4 separate regions of the Mus musculus genome follow, and regions 2, 3 and 4 are each linked to region 1. A link is a contact called in public promoter capture Hi-C data. All regions are on one chromosome and are shown on one strand. Each heading gives the region's core, a stretch centred on a gene start, on an enhancer-like site or on the middle of the called end of the contact. The rest is flanking DNA. Distances are from core to core; before and after follow the strand shown. Region 1 holds the start of Xrcc5 (X-ray repair complementing defective repair in Chinese hamster cells 5). Region 2 holds the start of Tmbim1 (transmembrane BAX inhibitor motif containing 1). Region 3 overlaps Tns1 (tensin 1). Region 4 holds the start of 6030407O03Rik (RIKEN cDNA 6030407O03 gene).

Region 1 (3,989 bases), core at 975-3,474:
AGGCCCACGATTCTAAGGTTTGTCAACTTAATGATTAATACTATCACAGAGACTAAGAAAATAAAACAAATCAGAAGCAAAACCAGACATATGTGAAGCTCTATGCATTTTGCACACAAAATTTAATTAAACAGAAACCACAAAAGACCTGAGCTCATAATTTCAAAGTAAACTATAGATTGAGTCACCAAGATGATACGGCTTTAACAGTCTATCCTCACAAACATTTTATGTTGTTAAAACACTATAATGTATTCAAGAAAGAAAATGAAGGGTCTTTTGGTGGGGAAAAAATAACCAAAAACCTAGGTTAGTAATCCAGAGACCTGGGTCTAGTCCTATCTCCTCTAATTAGCTCTGACCCCTAGGCAATGTCACTTAACCTCACTGTTAGTTCAGTCAGGCAGTAAGATGTTGGGCTTGATGAGGTCTAAAGCTGTTTGCAGAATTAACAGTCCTGATCCTACCAGTCTCATCCGTGCTTTTGTGCTGACCAGACAGAATGTGAGCTGTTCTGGGCATCATCTTAGGCGACAAAGACTGAAAAGTGACCAGTTAAGACGGTCATCATCTGACTCTAGAGGTGTTTGGAAAACTTGGACCAGCTCCTATAGTGGGGGATGAGCCCCCAATTTTGACGTTTTTGCAACACTCAAAGGAAATACTAGTTTCCCTTAGTTCATAAAGAATGGAATCACATGACACTCTGAAATTTAACAGGTTTCAGAAACAACAACAACCTATCTTGGGATGAACATTAATAAACTACAGAATACCTTTGAGAGGAATTCAAATTACATCCCACAGTGATTCCTTCAGCATAAAAATCTTTTTTTTTTTTAAATGTAGGCATCACAAAATATGCTGGCTGTGTTCCTTTAATAGGCGGCCACAAATCTACTTTTAAAGTAGCAAACACTAAAAGACTGGGAGTCTTTTGTCAAGAATTAGAGATTCAGAGTAAGGCATCAAAGAGTTTGACAGTGTAAATTCTGGTCTGGAAGAATGGTTTATGATAATTTAAAGTCTTTGGAAGCAGTAAGAAAACCAGGGAAGACAAACTGGGAGGGTACTGCAGCTCTTCATTACCACACTGAAGCAATACAACCTGCTAGAATTTTATCAAGTACATCTGCCACAGTAAGTCCTTCACGGGAGCTACAAAGTTCTCAGCAACTGAAGGCAGAGGAACAAAGGAAGCGAGCAACATCATTATGGGTTCATAATTTCATCAAATTCCCAAATGGGGGTGGAGGAAAACAGAGCTCCGTTATTGAACCCCTATCTTGTTTGTATTAAACGAATGAATGGATCCTTGCCATTGCATCTCTCTCTAGTGATCAAAAACAACCTCTCTAAAGTTTACAGTAATTTCCATTATTAATCTAGGATTCTAAGATCATAGATTCTTAGAAATTGAGCATTCTGTTTTGCTTTTCTTTCAGAGCTCCGAATGAATTCCCATTCACATGTTACCACTCATGGAAAGGGTGACCACGTTCTAATCACTTCAGTTCTTCATGTCTTGCTTGGTTCTCCTACTGACAAGCTAAGGGTAATAATGGTCGTCTCACGGTTTGGTGTGAAGATTTAATTAAATAGGAATAAAGGGCTTAGTTGTGCCTCACACAGTAAGCTTTCAATAAATTCGAGATTTTTAAATTATTATGAAGGTCATAATATTACGTAATATTACACCTTGAGTTATTTCATTCACAGAATCACAAAACCCCTCTGAAGTTTTACGAGCCTGGCATGTAGGGGATCTATCCTCGATAACTTACAAAGATTTTTAGAACCCAGGTTCGGAAGCAATAAAGGACGTCTGTGTTAGCAGGTGGCGTGGATAGAAAGTAAACTGAAGCAACGAGGGAGGAGGGAAGGGTGAGAGGCTGGAGAAGCAGGAGGGAGGATTTCGGAAGCGTGAAGGTGCACAAGACTCAAATGCAGAACTCCGAACCCCAAGTCTTTCGTTTTGAGCATCCATCCTTCAGTGCTGACTCAGCTGCGATTCCCACAGCTTCCACCCTCTAGAGATCCCCGGCTTAGGAAAGGCAAAAGGCCCTGCTCTCGGTACCTTATTACCGGACCACGCCATGCTGGTCCTCAGGTGATTTGATTACTTTTTCCGGGCGGAAACCTAGAGTGTCGCAACTCAGTTCCGGGCAACCCACAGATCCAGACGTCCCGCGTGCAAGGCGGGGAAGCCATGGGCTCTGAGCATGCGCAGAATTCTCTCCCTGCCTCCTTAGGCAAGGCTTTGTTCTCTGAGCCGCTAAAAGCCAGTCAGTACTGGGCTGGAGAAATGGCTCTGCCGTCTAAGACATTTGTCATCAAGCCTGACGAGCCCATTCAAGCTCCAGGCACCCATATTGTGGAGAAAAAGAACCAATTCCACAAGTTGCCCTCTGATCTCCACGTGTCCCACACATCACAATAAGTAAATAAATAAATTTAAAATAACAAGTTTAATAGTAAAAAAGTAAATAGGGGGTTAAAGGGAAAGGGTCCCAGGTTAGGAATGTGTACTGTTTTCGCAAGGGTATTTCAAAGCCCAGCACCTACATCAGCCTTCCGCGGATCTGACGCCCTCTTCTGGCCTCCACTCAATGCACATACCCACATGCAGCCGCGTGCATACATGATTTTTAAAACTAAAAAAAAAATAATAATTGCTATTACTCAATTGATAATAATCCCTTTCGCTAGCAATTTGTATTGGCACTCTGGAGTTAAAAGTCCCCTGTGTAAGATGAATCCACGAAGTCACTTAACTCCTCTAAAGGCCTTCTAAATATGATACTAAAAAAAAAAAAACCATGAACACGATGACCTTAGATCAACGTCCAAAGAGAAGAGTGAGAGTTCACCGAGTTAAAAGAAAAAGATGGCTCACAACCATCTGTAATGGGATCTGATGCCCTCTTCTGGTGTGTCTGAAGACAGCTACAGTGTACTCACATATATTAAATAAATAAATAAATCTTTAAAAAGGAAGAAAAAGTAGGAAAGGCATTCAACTCTACAGACAAAGTGGTTAAAACACCTTAGCCTCTGGGAAGAATTTCCTACTACCCTGGCGTGTCTGTGGCTGGGAAAGATGCCCTTTTCTAGAGATGGAGGCTGTCAATTCCCGTGAGTGTTCACCACTCATTTGCAAGGAAATTGCCCTGCAGTTCTTCCCTTCTGATAACCCTTGCACAGAAACTGCCTGTTTTCTATACAAAAATGACTCACAAGCTGCAGGTGGTTGGACAAAAGGTCCAGAGACCTGGAAAATGTCTGCAAACCTCTGTTCAATGTGGGAAACGTTCAATCAGATTCTCTTTTGTTGAAAATGGTCCCAAGAAAACAGGCACTAAAATTGATATGATTTGGAGAATTTTTGAAGAAGCCTTCAGGGAATGAAGGTTTAAAAATCGAAGCTGATAGGGTTCGAGAGATGGCTCAACAGTTAAATACATTCGCTGCTCTTGAACAGGACTGGGGTTCAGTTCACATATTACAGCTCACGGCCATCAGTAACTCCTGTTCCAGAGGATCCCATACCCTCTTCTGGGTTCTGAGGACACCAGGCACCCATGTGATACACAAACCTACATACGGGCAAAACACTCATACACAGAAAATAAACAAATAAAAATTTTAAAATAAACACAGTGGTGTCTAGACAGACACTTCGCACCCAGAGGACTCTTCCATGCTTTTATTCAGACTAGAGAATTTTTTGAAACTGAAACGTTATTTCTAGTTATAGTTTTACTATGGTTCATCTTTAGAGTTACTAGGGCTTTACCACAGAGAATGTTTGCAAGCTGTGTCATAGTTCCATCTCGGATAGAGTCTCTCTTTTCTCTTCCTCTCTCCCTCTTCTCTTTTTCCCCCTCTCTCCCCTCCTCCTTCTCTCTCCCTCCCTCCATCCCTTCTGTTTCTTTTACTCCCTCGTTTCTACAGACACACACACACACACACACACACACACACACTTC
Region 2 (3,989 bases), core at 567-3,066, 2.0 Mb before region 1:
AGCCCCTAAATAGCCATTCCTTGCCTACCTCTGTGGCCTAACATTCAGTGACTAATAGATGAAACCCTTCTATCAACCCAAAGGCTGAGTCTCATCACACAGCCCTGAGGCCTAGAGCTATAGTTGAGATGATCCATTTTGCTATAACTTCCTACTTAGTTTTTCCAAATGTCCATTTGAAAAGTGCCTCAACTAACACTTTCTTTTCTACCGATATAAAAACTTTATCAAACTTAGTATGGTTATGCACACCTTTAATCCCAACACTCAAGAAGCAGAGGTAGGCAGTCTCTCTGAGTTCCAGGGTAGCCTAGTCTCCATACTGAATCCCAAGTCAACTAGAGTTACATGGTGAGACCCTTAAAACAAAACCAAAACCAAATCAAAACACCCCTGTGGTGGTTTGAATGTACTTGGCCCAGGGAGTGGCACTATTTGGAGGTTTGGCCTTGTTAGAGTAGGTGTGGCATTGTTGGAGGAAGTGTGTCACTGTGGGCATGGGCTTTAGGACCTTCATCCTAGCTGCCTGGAAGCCAGTCTTCTAGTGACTTTCAGATGAAGACTTAGAACTCTCAGCTCCTCCTGCACCACGCCTGCCTGGATGCCGCCTTGATGATAATTGCCTGAACCTCTGAACCTGTAAGTCAGCTCCAATTAAATGCTGTCCTTATAAGAGCTGCCTTGGTCATGGTGTTTGTTTACAGCAATAAAACCCTAATTAAGATGACTTTCCAACCTCCTCAAAACTTCACCAAACGATTCCCATGTTGGAACACAGACTTTTGGATAACCTATATTGGTTTTCTCTGACCATGGCCACATATTTGGCTCCTCTTAACCTCTTTGAGGTAAGTTATTTTATTATTAACATTCCCAAAATATCTGGCATTACGGGCACATGCCACTTCCACTGTTTATGCAGTGCTGGAGATGGAACCCAGGACTGCTCGCACCCTAAGCCAGCATACTGCCAACTGCTATAAGATTATTTTTACTTCCCAGTCACACATAGTGAGCTGTTAGTGTAAACACACCATGAGGTTTGCAAAACAGAAATTTCCTAACCTAGCACATCCCTGTCATTAAGTGACACATGACTGATTCCAAGCATAGCTTCGGAGTCTCATGCCTGTGTTTGAAGTTTTACATTTGAAAAGGGCGGTTAGCTTACAAGCACAGAATTCTTAGTCACCACAGACTTTTTTGTGACTTAAATTTTTCTTTTCTTTTTTTTTCTTTCTTTTTTTTGTGACTTAAATTTTTTTTTCACGAAATAAGAAGTTTTAAGAATGAATTGATATAAACATAGCATAGCCATGTGATACAATATTGTGCATCATTGAAACTATTCTTTTGTTGTTTGGTTTTCCTGGCATGGGGATGAAACCCAGCTGGGTCTCTCACATGGAAAGCCAGAGATCTACCACTGACCTACGCCCCTAGACCGAAAGTGCTGAAGATCAGTTAGTGACAAAAAAGAAAAAGAGGGAAAAAAAATCAGTGAAATCTGACTATGTGAAACCAGGGTCAGTAATTGCAACACTTGGGCTGAGGCCGGGTGACAAGTGCTGGAGACCAGCCTGAGGTACATAGCGACATCGCTCTTTTACCCAGAATACAAACAAACAAAAAAACAAACCCAATAACAACTTTTAAGACAACAGGATTAGCTCTAAAGCCCCTAGCGCAAATCGCTGATATGTAGGCACTGATGACGCATAAATAGCACTTCTTACTGGGGTGGAGTCTGGAATTCATGGAAAGAAGTTATTTTTTTCCCAGTGAGTTTGGGTTTTCGCTGCGAACCGGCGTTGCTTCCAGTAAATGTGAACCACTCACACCTGGGTCGTGGTTGAGGTCTGGAGGGGACCCCAGCGCTCCCTGGAGGTCTCGGGGTGCCGGGCGGCTCCTCCCCACTGGCGGCGGAGAGAGACGGGGCGGGGCACGGAGCCCCAGTCCAGCCCGGCCCAGCCCAGTCCTCGCCAGCGCCCGGAGGCCCAGGCGGATCTCACGGTCCGGAACAGCGCAGGCAAGTGAGGGGGCTGCGGCCGTTGGAGGTGGGGACCCGAGACCGGCGGGGAATGGAAGTGGCCTGGGGCGGCGCTGCGCCCAGGCGCCCGAACTTTTCTGGCACGCGCGGGCCGACTCCGGTCGTGCTCCGGAGCCAGGCTAGGGTCCTTTCGTTCTGCCTGTTCCGGTCTTCACTTTCCATGTGCGCCCGGGCAGGACATATGGCCCGGGCTTGTGGCGCAACCGCATTCGGTGCGCACCCGCGAGCTGACCCGCTTCTTGTAGGGTGCTCCTCTCAGTGGCTGAGTGGCTTGTTTGTCTGAGGACGTGTCCCCCACTCCGGGGCCCCAGAGTGGCCGTGCAGCAAGTGAGAATGGAGGCGGTCATGGTCCTCAGCTGGTGGGGAGAGGGAGGGAGGGAGCCAGCCAGAGGCTTGGAACCCACCCGGGGCTGTTCGAGCTTGCCCTGGCGTCACCAGGCTGCGTAAAAACTGGTGATGAGAATCTGTCTAAGGTGGGGGGTGGGAGGAGGGAGCCCTAGCTCAGAGAAGCCAGCGGGCCAACCTAAGGTCTAAAGAAGAAGCCATTCCTACTCCTAACCTGGCCTGCTCCTGTTCCTTTGCTCTGTAATTCAGAAGCCTACCAGAAAGTACAGTCAAGCTGATGAACTGTGGTTGGTTGGTTGGTTGGTTGGTTGGTTGGTTGGTTTATTTATTTATTTATTTATTTATTTATTTATTTATTTGAGACAGTTTCACTCAGTAGCCCAGTCAAGCCTTGAACTTGTTGCCTCAGATCCTTAAGTGCTGGGAGTATTACAGGTGAAAGCTGTCTTGCCTGGCCCTGGTGACCTCTTTAGGTCAGAATAAAAAATAAAAAAAAAAAAAAAAAAAAAAAAGAAACAGGGAAATGGGAAAAGGGAAAGCAGGTTTGGGAGGGCCAGGAGGGAACCAGAAAAGGAGGAAGGAATGGAAGGCTCTCTGCCAAGGCAGAGCCTGGACTGTCTTCACCAGGTCTTGTTCCCCGGGGCATCCTTCCCCAGTCACTCACTCCACTGTGGCCTATGGGTGGTGGTACCCATGGGGCTGAGGGTCAACCTAAACACCGGATAAGTGGGGAGAGCTGTCATGGAAGGTCTGGCAGGTGTCTGGTTCTCTGAGACTCTGAAATATTTATCTCAGTGGTGAGCTTTGGTTTCAAAGCTGGTGTCTTTGGCCTGGCCAGTGGTGGCTGGGCAAGCCAGGTGCTTCTTTGTGCTGCTTTGTCTGCCTTAAACAGGCCACCATACTCCCTCTCCTCTTCACTTGCCTGTTCTTACCTCTCCAGTCATGGGGCCCTGGTCTTGCTTTATAGTTTCAAGGGAGGTGAGACCATTGCTTCAAGGGTCCTGATTTCCTGTCTGACTTCAGGGCTGCTCATGTAAAACTGGGCAGATCAAAGAGGTAATAAAATATTAGTTGGCAAGTAGTTGGAGAAGCTCATGGGCTAGGGTAATAGGCACTTAGGCTCAGCTTCCTCGGTAAGAATGGGGGATCCTCAGATAGAAGCCATCTATAGCAGAGCACCTCCCAACCCAAGACCTCTCACCATGGGCCCTTAAGACAGAGTAAAAGCACCGGGACTGAGGGACTGAGTGTGTGGTGGAGTGGCCTGAGTTATAGGGCAAGTGCCTGCCTCACAAAACAGTAACAACACTGGGGCACGGCACCTCATCCTTCTCAGAAGAAAGGCAAAAGGAGGATTGCAGGCCAGGCTGCAGACCTGGAGCCAACCTGGGCTGCAGAGTGAGACCGTATCTCAACAAGCCAGCGTCGAAGCGAGGTACAAATCTTCAGAGGGCCTTCAGTTCTCTTGGCAATGCTGAACAAGAGCTGACCTTGATAGAATCTTCTAGCCTTAACCTAACTAAGATTTTGGGAGTCTAGGCCAAAACAGGACTTGTTTTGAAGTAGAACTAGGAACAAGATGCACGGGTCCACA
Region 3 (3,989 bases), core at 578-3,077, 1.8 Mb before region 1:
GAAGTCACTGTCACTGCGAGGATTCAGGGAGGGAACTGCTGCACTATGGCACCTGGCCCCGCTTATGGACCTCAGATGTCTACATCTCTGTGACCTCCTGGTTCTGTAGCTGACTTCACTCAGGGAAGCAGAAGGTTTTAATGCAGCAATACCAGGGACTAACTTGGGAAAGAGCCGGGGAGGGTGGAAGGAAGGGAGAGAAAGAGGGGTGAGGTGGTGGGGGGTAGGGGGGAGGAGAGAAGAGAGGAGGGAGATGGAAATGGAGGTGTCCAGGGTGAGGAGTGATAGAGACAGATGGGGGAGGTGAAGTGGGTGGGTTGGAGGCAGGCCCTGGGCTGGGTCTCAGCAGGTTCCTCTTGGGAGATCTAACTGGCAAGCTTAAAGCTATCAGGCAGGAGGTCTAGAAGGCTGCGCTGGAGGGGATTTGGTTCCTGGATAGTTTTGTGCAGTCCAGGTGTGGTGAGAGGGTCAGGTTAGCCGGGCCATCCAAATGACAGTATGTTGCCAGGAAGATACTGAATAGAACAGTGATCAGGATGGCTCACACCGAGGAGCCAAGCATGGGGGTTGGACCGGAACCTGGGACCAGGGCTTCTAGTTCTGCTTTTGTGTGAGAAAGCTGAACTTGTCTTTAAAATGGAGACCAAGGGGTTGGGGACGTCCCTTCATGGTAGAATGCTTGCCTGAAGTGTGGGGGCGCGATTCTGATTTCAGTCCTCAGTACTGCTATTATTGTCTGTTTGTTTAAAATAATCAATTTATTTTTATTTTATGTGCATTAGTGTTTGGCCTGTATGTGTGTCTGTGTGAGGGTGTCAGATCCCATGTGGATGCTGAGAACTGAACCTGGGTCCTCTGGAAGAGCAGGCAGTGCTCATAATCACTGAACCATCTCACCAGCTCCAGTACTGCTAGGTTTATAAAAGGCTACTGAGACATGGAATGATAGCTCGGGCCTGCAATGGGTGGGCCTTGGATGGGGTCACAGCCTGTGTGGATTTGGAATAGACAGTTGAGAGTGGGCAGTGGGCAGGGAGAGTGGATGGGCATAGAGGACGAGTCTCCTGCCCGTGAGTACCACATGCTCCCTGGACTTCTTGGGGGAAACATTTGAGGGTGTCATGGCCCCTGCAGAGTTGAAGTTGAAGTTGGTGTTCAGAGGTCCTGGAAGCTATGACAACAGTCCTAGGCAGAAGTGACCAGGCTGAGAAGGGTCAGAGGCAGCAGAATTGAAAAGCAGGAGAGAGAGAGAGAGAGAGAGAGAGAGAAAGAGAGTCAGTCTGTGGAGAGAATTAGGAGGCAAAAGTCACGGGATCTGGCAACGAGCTGCTGAGAGGGTGGGGGAGGGCAGGGAGGGGCTGAGGGTGACTCAGAGTTTTCCACCAGGGTGACCAAGAACATGGGCAGGCCCTTAATTGGGGGCCCAAGAGGGAGGCAACTCTGTGTTGTCCGTGAAGGTGAGGTTTGGAGGAAGAAGCCTGAGAGCAGGCACTAAGACTCCCCGACTAAGGGCTAGGGGACCTTGGTGGCCGGGTCACAGGGAGAGGGTAAAGCCTATCTCAGCTTTTGGCCATCCCATCTCCCAGGCTGCCCAGCTCTCTGGCTAGAAGACTTCTGTCTTTTCTGGCCACCCAGAGCTGTTTAGCCTCAGAGGAGGGCAGAACTGGGGGTTTTCTCACAGTGGGTGGACCTCTTTAGCACACAGCCCTTTGCCTCTCTGCCCCTCGAGGAAGGGAGTTGTCTGCAAGCAGTTCCTCCCAACCAGGACCAAGGCCTGGCTAGAGCCCCTGATGGTCCAGCCAGTTGTGCCACACCCTCTGGCTGGCTGAATGGAGAGAGGGAAGGGCTGAGATGGGCCAAGGCCTTAGGCTTTGAAAGCCCTCTGCTGCTGGGGCTTGAGGGCTGGGGAGCAGGGCTTCCAGCTGGATCCCTTCCCTGCTCCCTTGCTCTGACTCTGGCTTGCAGGGAGGTGGGACAGTGCTGGAGCCACCAGGACACCCCTCCCTTCATTGTGGCCATGTCTCCTGCCTCTGGGCTTGCCTGTTAATCCAGGGAGGGCAGGGCCTGGCTGTGCCCCATGTGGCTGTCTGCCGCCTGTCAGGAAGACAGCAATCGTTGTCCTAACAAGCCACCGTCCTTGGATGGCACTGCATGTTTTATGGGCTTGTGGGCTTTATGGGGCTCACTCTCATCCTCTGCCTGGACCTGGGGAGCAGTCCCAGATGGGCGAGCGGGGCAGGGTGAGCCAGACTTAAACACCAATCTGCTCTTGTAGCAAGCTCTGACTCTGGTCTGTAGGGTTGAGACGTCCTTGGGTATCAGAGGGAGGAGGCTAACCCACCCTAAACCATCTCCACCAACATCCTGTGACATTAGAATCCACGTGTTGAGCCTTTCTATAGCATCCCTGGATACCCTACTTCCTAGTGTGGGAAGCTGAGGCCTGCTTCTCATTGGGGATGATGGAGCTGACTTTTCCTCACACAGATTTTTATAGTCTGTCCTTAGGGGGCTAACGTGTCCTCATATTCTCTGCTCCCCACAGCTGTCAGCACACCCCCTCCCTCCGCAGCTCGAAGCTTCGCCTTGTACTGAGGTCCAGAGAAGGTTGTCAATGCACTCGGCTACACAGCCCCAGTGTATTCCAGGCCTGTTCTTCCATCAGAGCTAGATGAGGGGAAAGTCACCCAGAACTGCTTAGAGGAGGTCAGAGTCCTGGAACCACCCATTAGCCCTCCGGGTCCACTGTGGGCAAGTTTATAGACTCAGGTTTTCCAGGACAGATGGGACAGTGGTATCACAGTCCCAGGCATGAGTCTGGATAGTCTCTTAACAGCCTGGAAGGCGTCACTTGCCCCCTCCTACCCACTAGGCTGTAAGGACTCCAGAGCTCTGGGAAAAGGGACTTTTCCTTAGGCTTTGGGAAAAGGGCTGGACTTGGGGGTATAGGGAGGGGAGTTTTGGAAGGTTATCTAGAATGTCAAATTCTGTTTCTTTAAGTGGGGAGGAAGAAAGAGGCCTGGGACTTCCTGCCTGCCTCCCTCACATCACTCTCCAACTGGACTGCAAGTTCCCTCTCTGTTCCACCTCCCACCCCACACCATGGCTGGGGCCCCTCCCCAGTATGTCTGACAAAATTGACCAGGAAATCTGACAACCAAACTCTGAGATGAGAAAGTGGGAGGAGAGACAGCAGACTGGAAGGGGATGGAGGCCCCTACCCTCACTGAACCCAGGCAGTAGACTGGAATGGTAGACTCCTGGCTGGAGCTGGGGGGTATTTAGGACCGGCTCGGGGAGTGCTGCTGCTCAGTATGACCACCAGGAGGCGCTGCTGACGCCTTCAACCTCTTCTTGCTTTGCTTTTACCTCTGCCCTGGACTTGTCTGTTTGCTCTTGCCTTTCACCTAGTCTGCCTGGCTATCTTTGATTTCAAAACAATCTTAAGCTTCAGAATGGTTGCAAACTCACTCGGCACAAAGATCTTTCCCTCCTGAACTTTGGGGGAGCGAGTTGCTGCCCCCCACTCGACTTTGAATACCTCCTTGACCTCACGAGGACTCCGTTTCAGGGGACACAGAGGCCAACATCAGAGGTTGATGGCATGAAGATGCCACTGCCTTCTAATTCTCAGACACTGTGGTGTCTCACTGGGTGTCCCTGAGACGTCCTTAAGGCCACCACAAACATCTAGTTCAGAATCAGCCACTGCTTTTAGCTGCCGTGTCTGGAGTCGCCTCCTGTCTGGGAATCTCTGTCTTCCCGTGACTTTCGTAACCTTGTCACTTGTGAAGGCTCCGGGCCATTTCATTTGTAGACTGTGCCTCAGCTTGTGTCAGCCTGATGTTTCCTCTTGATTGGATTCAGGTTGTGGCTTTTGGCAGGACTGTCAGAGAGTGATACTCTACACTTGGTCAGCCATCCCACGGGTACCACTTCCATTCATCTCGTCCCGGGTGACAGTAACTTACTTTGATCACTTGATTGGC
Region 4 (3,989 bases), core at 551-3,050, 1.6 Mb before region 1:
CTTGGTGCTTCCCTATGTGCCCTGAATGTTCTCTTCTTAGTTGTCAGTTGGTCATCTTCTGTCGTCATGTTGTTAAAGTTGGGTGTGTGTGTGTCACAATCTATGTCCCAAGTCAGTGCTACCTGTCATCAATAAGTCAATTAAAAGTGCTTAATTAAAAGCAAAGCAAAGAAAGGGAGTTATTTAATGTGGCCACACTGGGAAGAGATCCAAGCAAACCTCTCACATCCTTCTGGTCCTGAAGTGGGATCAGTGTTTAAATAGAGAGACAAGGATGTGCACATCTAATCGGTCTGGTGAAGGCACGGTCCCGCCCACCACTGACGTCACTGGGCTTCACCTCTCATTCTGTAAGGAGGTCTCACAAGTCCTTAGAACTGTGTGAAGTCTGTTTCCGGAGATGAGTTCCCCCTTTTGGCTGGTGCCCTATTTTTCTCCCAGAATAAAATTCCTGGGGAAGCCCTCATTTCTCTGGGGTCCATTGCTTCCGTCGTCTTATAGAGCAAGAGACATAATTGTCTCTTTAGAATGTCTTCATTTCTGCAGGGCCAGTTACACTGACAAGATGGAGACAGTAAGCTCTGATCTACTTCTTATAAAGACACAAATGGTATCATGGGGTCCACCCCCCACCATCTCATTAAACCTAATTACCCTTCAAAGCCCCACCTCCTAATACTATCCTATCGGCGTTAGAGTTTCAGTGTATGACCCTTGGATAGACAAAAGCATACAGACCATAATAGTCTCCCTTTCCTTCTTCTCTTCCTACCCCCCCTCCCTCTTCTCTCTCTGACTCCTGTTTTTGTTGTTGCTCTATCTCCTGTATGTCCCACTTCTATCTCTTTGGGAGATACTGGGATCACCATTCCTAGTATATTGCTTATTTGCTATGTTAATCATGAGATTCGTTGAAGCAAAACCAATCTCACCATTTTGGGGCAAGCTTAAAAGCAAGCTTTATTAAATATTAAATACTGACCAAGATAAGGGCTTTGGTCAGGACCATTCCTGAAATTTCTCAGCAGAGAGTGGCCTTGAGCCCTGGGTTATGTTGAAGGGGTTTATAAGGACAAACCTATAGGTCATGGTACTTTCCCATGAGGCTTTGTTATTTTCCAAGAACTACAGTTCCCAGCATTCTAGGAAGTTACCTGTTGTCCTGAGCAGATAGGGCTTACAGGTTAAATTTGGGCATTACATTCCCCCTGGTGTTGCCTCTCAAGTCTTTGATCCTATGATGGGTACTTGTTTATATTTTAGATCTACTAACCATTAGAGTTACTATCTAGAAGGAGCCTGGACATGGATGGGAAACCAGTCATTTATTTTATCTCAGGTCCCTTTTTGCAATGTTTCTTGAGTACAGCCAAATTATAGTCCTGAATGATTTGTATAGAAATATTTTTAAAGGCACATAATACTTTTTATTTTGCATAAAGCAGGTTAAGTATCCTATCATATTGTAGAACTATTTTAGTTAATAAATCTACGAGTTGACAAATCTGGGCCCATTTTTCTGATGTGTCAGTCAGCTTATAGGTAGCCATTTTGTCCTCTATGCCACAGAGTTTCTCTTTGACTTAGCATTTTCAGCCTGTTAGGTGGGGTAACAGACAACATATTTTCTTCCGTAACTACTTCCAGCTGACATTAGGGTGTTGTTGCCAGGGCCCCAGAAGACTGAGAGGCTAGTGAAAGGCTGGACAATGGGGCATTTGTCAGAAGCACTGGATTGGCTGATCCAGCTGAAGGCACAAGGAGCAATCATGTTGGCTGGACTGGTTTACATAATTTTCAGCAAGTCCAGAGCTCTGCAGTTTGCATCCCTGGATGAAGTCTGTCAGCCAAGTGAAAATCTGTTGAGACAAATATAGACTCGGGACAGAAGGTAAATTTTTGTGTTACCGGGGAGGGGGAGGAATCCCAAGACCAGGGGAAACTCCATTCTTAGGGACAGACAGATACAGAAACTCAGGCTGTACTGTCCGGAGTCCATTTGACTCTGGTAGGTGGATCCAAGTCTTACGACTTCTCTGATTCCCTGAAGCTCATGCGAATTTTCAGTTCATAAAAGGAGATAGATCAGCGTTGCCATTTTATTGAAATTCACATGGTAGGGAAAGCAGTTGATGGGACTCTGTGAAGCAGCAGACTTACGCCTTTGAGTCTTAGTAAGAACTGTAGCATTTTTCTCTGAACATGAAAAAAATTTTTTTCTGTTTAAAGAGCCAGGTGTATAATTGGATAGAGATATTTTAACCCAATAAAAAGCACCTCTAAGTCTATATCTAGAAGATAACCAAAGAAAACTCAAAATCCTGAGCTTGTGACTGAGTAGTAAAACAGCTGGTACTTCATCAAATCCTGACACCCCCCCCCCCCAAATTTCAGGGCAATAACAGCATAGAATGGAAAAGGAATCCGAAACCTTTTTTATTTCTATATATCCACAATCATTTTTGAGATCCTTATAACTTATTCAAGTTTTTTTTATTCTCAAATCTTTATATATTTCAGAACGAAATTTTTTCATCTAGTCATTTACCAAAGACATAAGTACTCGTTATTGAAAGCAGTCATTGTAAAGCAGGCTTCTTTAGCAGAAACCATCTGAAACCTGTTTATTCTTTAATATGAAGCTCATGGGCAAGGCGAACCTGTTTGTCTTCTTTTAAGAAGAGACCTAGTAGCTTTAACTAGTGAACTGGTTAATGAACGGGGCAGGTGAGGCTTACAGGTTAATTTGGGGCATTCCACCTGTATCCCCAACTCCTCTGTAATCTCCAATGCAGCATCAGTTAGTTCCCTGGCTCTTTGCACAGATACCCTGCTCGCTGTGCATGGCTAGTACATTGCTAAAGAGCATTCACTGTTAATCGTAAACGAAAGATTTACAGTCTCCAGATTTTTATTTGCTAAGTTTAAAGGACCACTCAGCTTCATGTCCCATCATCCCTCAGTCCCAGGCTTCAAGTGACGGCTCAGTCTCAGTTTCCCCTCTGGCCAGCAGGGAGTGCTTTCCTTTCCCACAACAGGTGTCGATATCTAGAAAGCTCCGCCGCTGTCACCTTCCTGTTGCTCCATCGCTATCTCAGAGTGCTAGCGAGCAACACCAAACCTCTGCTTCTTTCTTTCGCTTCTTCTAGGATCCCGGAGGCCCTCACCCACACCATGGAATCCCAGTCCCCCAACAGCTTCCGTGATGGGGCTTCTTTTAGGAAAACCAAACTCTTCTGGAGGCCAAGACCTGAAGGCCTGCACAGGGCGCCCAAGCCCACCAGGGGGTAGTGTCTACCCGTGCGGAGAGGCCCTGAGAGGCCCAAGCAGAGGAAGGCAGAGGCCAGATCTTGTTAGGCAGTGCAGACGTGCACAAGAGAACGTGCTGGCCTCAGACCAGGCCTGGAGCGTGCAGTACCCTGCGTATGCCTAGGTGTGGCCTCAGGTGCCAGACACTCAGCTGGTCGCTCTGACTTCCGGACCTCTGTCTGAAAATTTCCCTGGCAGTCTGCAATCCTTTGTCCACGGAGGCGGGAAGCTTAGCAGTTTGTCTTCTTTATAGCCTGCATCTTTAGAGGTGTTAAGGTCCCCTAGCCATTGATGGGAGGTGCGGAGCAGACTGGGAAGGGGAGGAGTGGGGGATGGGGCCTCATTTGCCTTCTGCTGCTTAAAGAGATGCTTTGATTTCTAAACGTTTGCAGTTTGTGAAAGCCTTATTTGAAAAGACTCTTAGCTTAGGCAAGCTGCCAGTATTCTACTATCCTTGAGGTTCTTCACTCATGATCAGGGGTCTGGGTGAGACTTCCTAGCCAGCTGTCCCTCACGGGAAGGGACATGTTTCAGGGCCAGGCCTTACAAAGTATTAGTTGCATGCACTCTCTCAGCTTTGTGGAGGTTTGCCTTTTTCCTGTGACTTTGCCTTTTTTTTTCTTTATTAGATATTTTCTTTATTTACATTTCAAATATTATCCCCTTTCCTGGTTTTCCTT

What was found. Promoter capture Hi-C pulls out the DNA fragments that hold promoters and counts their contacts.
Region 2: a promoter capture Hi-C map of the HPC-7 cell line shows a contact between it and region 1, with 2.5 times the contacts expected there. The contact joins the promoter of Tmbim1 here to the promoter of Xrcc5 in region 1. A contact is called at or near these places in 2 of 39 promoter capture datasets (the HPC-7 cell line and liver).
Region 3: a contact with region 1 is called in a promoter capture Hi-C map of liver, with 2.9 times the contacts expected there. The contact joins the enhancer-like site here to the promoter of Xrcc5 in region 1. A contact is called at or near these places in 3 of 39 promoter capture datasets (the 3T3-L1 cell line, liver and pre-B cells) and 3 of 115 datasets of contacts at active chromatin or transcription factors (astrocytes, embryonic stem cells and stem cell-derived neural progenitor cells).
Region 4: a contact with region 1 is called in a promoter capture Hi-C map of second pharyngeal arch cranial neural crest. The contact joins the promoter of 6030407O03Rik here to the promoter of Xrcc5 in region 1. A contact is called at or near these places in 3 of 39 promoter capture datasets (cranial neural crest, pre-B cells and second pharyngeal arch cranial neural crest), 1 of 15 datasets of contacts at CTCF or cohesin (stem cell-derived epiblast-like cells), 3 of 484 Hi-C or Micro-C datasets (the N1E-115 cell line and uterus) and 3 of 115 datasets of contacts at active chromatin or transcription factors (embryonic forebrain and stem cell-derived neural progenitor cells).

What each region holds. Positions count from the first base shown.
Region 1 is chr1:72,305,656-72,309,644 of GRCm38.p6, reverse strand. Xrcc5 (X-ray repair complementing defective repair in Chinese hamster cells 5) reads right to left here and starts at 2,224. Exons shown (of 21, transcript NM_009533.2): 1 at 2,078-2,224. The coding sequence starts at 2,098.
Region 2 is chr1:74,302,163-74,306,151 of GRCm38.p6, reverse strand. It overlaps Tmbim1 (transmembrane BAX inhibitor motif containing 1), which reads left to right and starts at 1,816. Exons shown (of 12, transcript NM_027154.5): 1 at 1,816-2,029. All of the region lies in intron 2 of Pnkd (paroxysmal nonkinesiogenic dyskinesia), which reads right to left.
Region 3 is chr1:74,082,374-74,086,362 of GRCm38.p6, reverse strand. The region is part of intron 1 of Tns1 (tensin 1); the gene reads left to right. Among named protein-coding and RNA genes, the nearest start is that of Gm31637, 11 kb to the left of the region's middle. Within about 2 kb of position 1,827, at least 101 of the 459 cell types and tissues checked have an H3K27ac peak or open chromatin away from gene starts, as enhancers often do. A contact at or near this core is called in embryonic stem cells, where this site is marked.
Region 4 is chr1:73,862,277-73,866,265 of GRCm38.p6, reverse strand. It overlaps 6030407O03Rik (RIKEN cDNA 6030407O03 gene), which reads left to right and starts at 1,800. Exons shown (of 9, transcript NR_045311.1): 1 at 1,800-1,891; 2 at 3,150-3,607.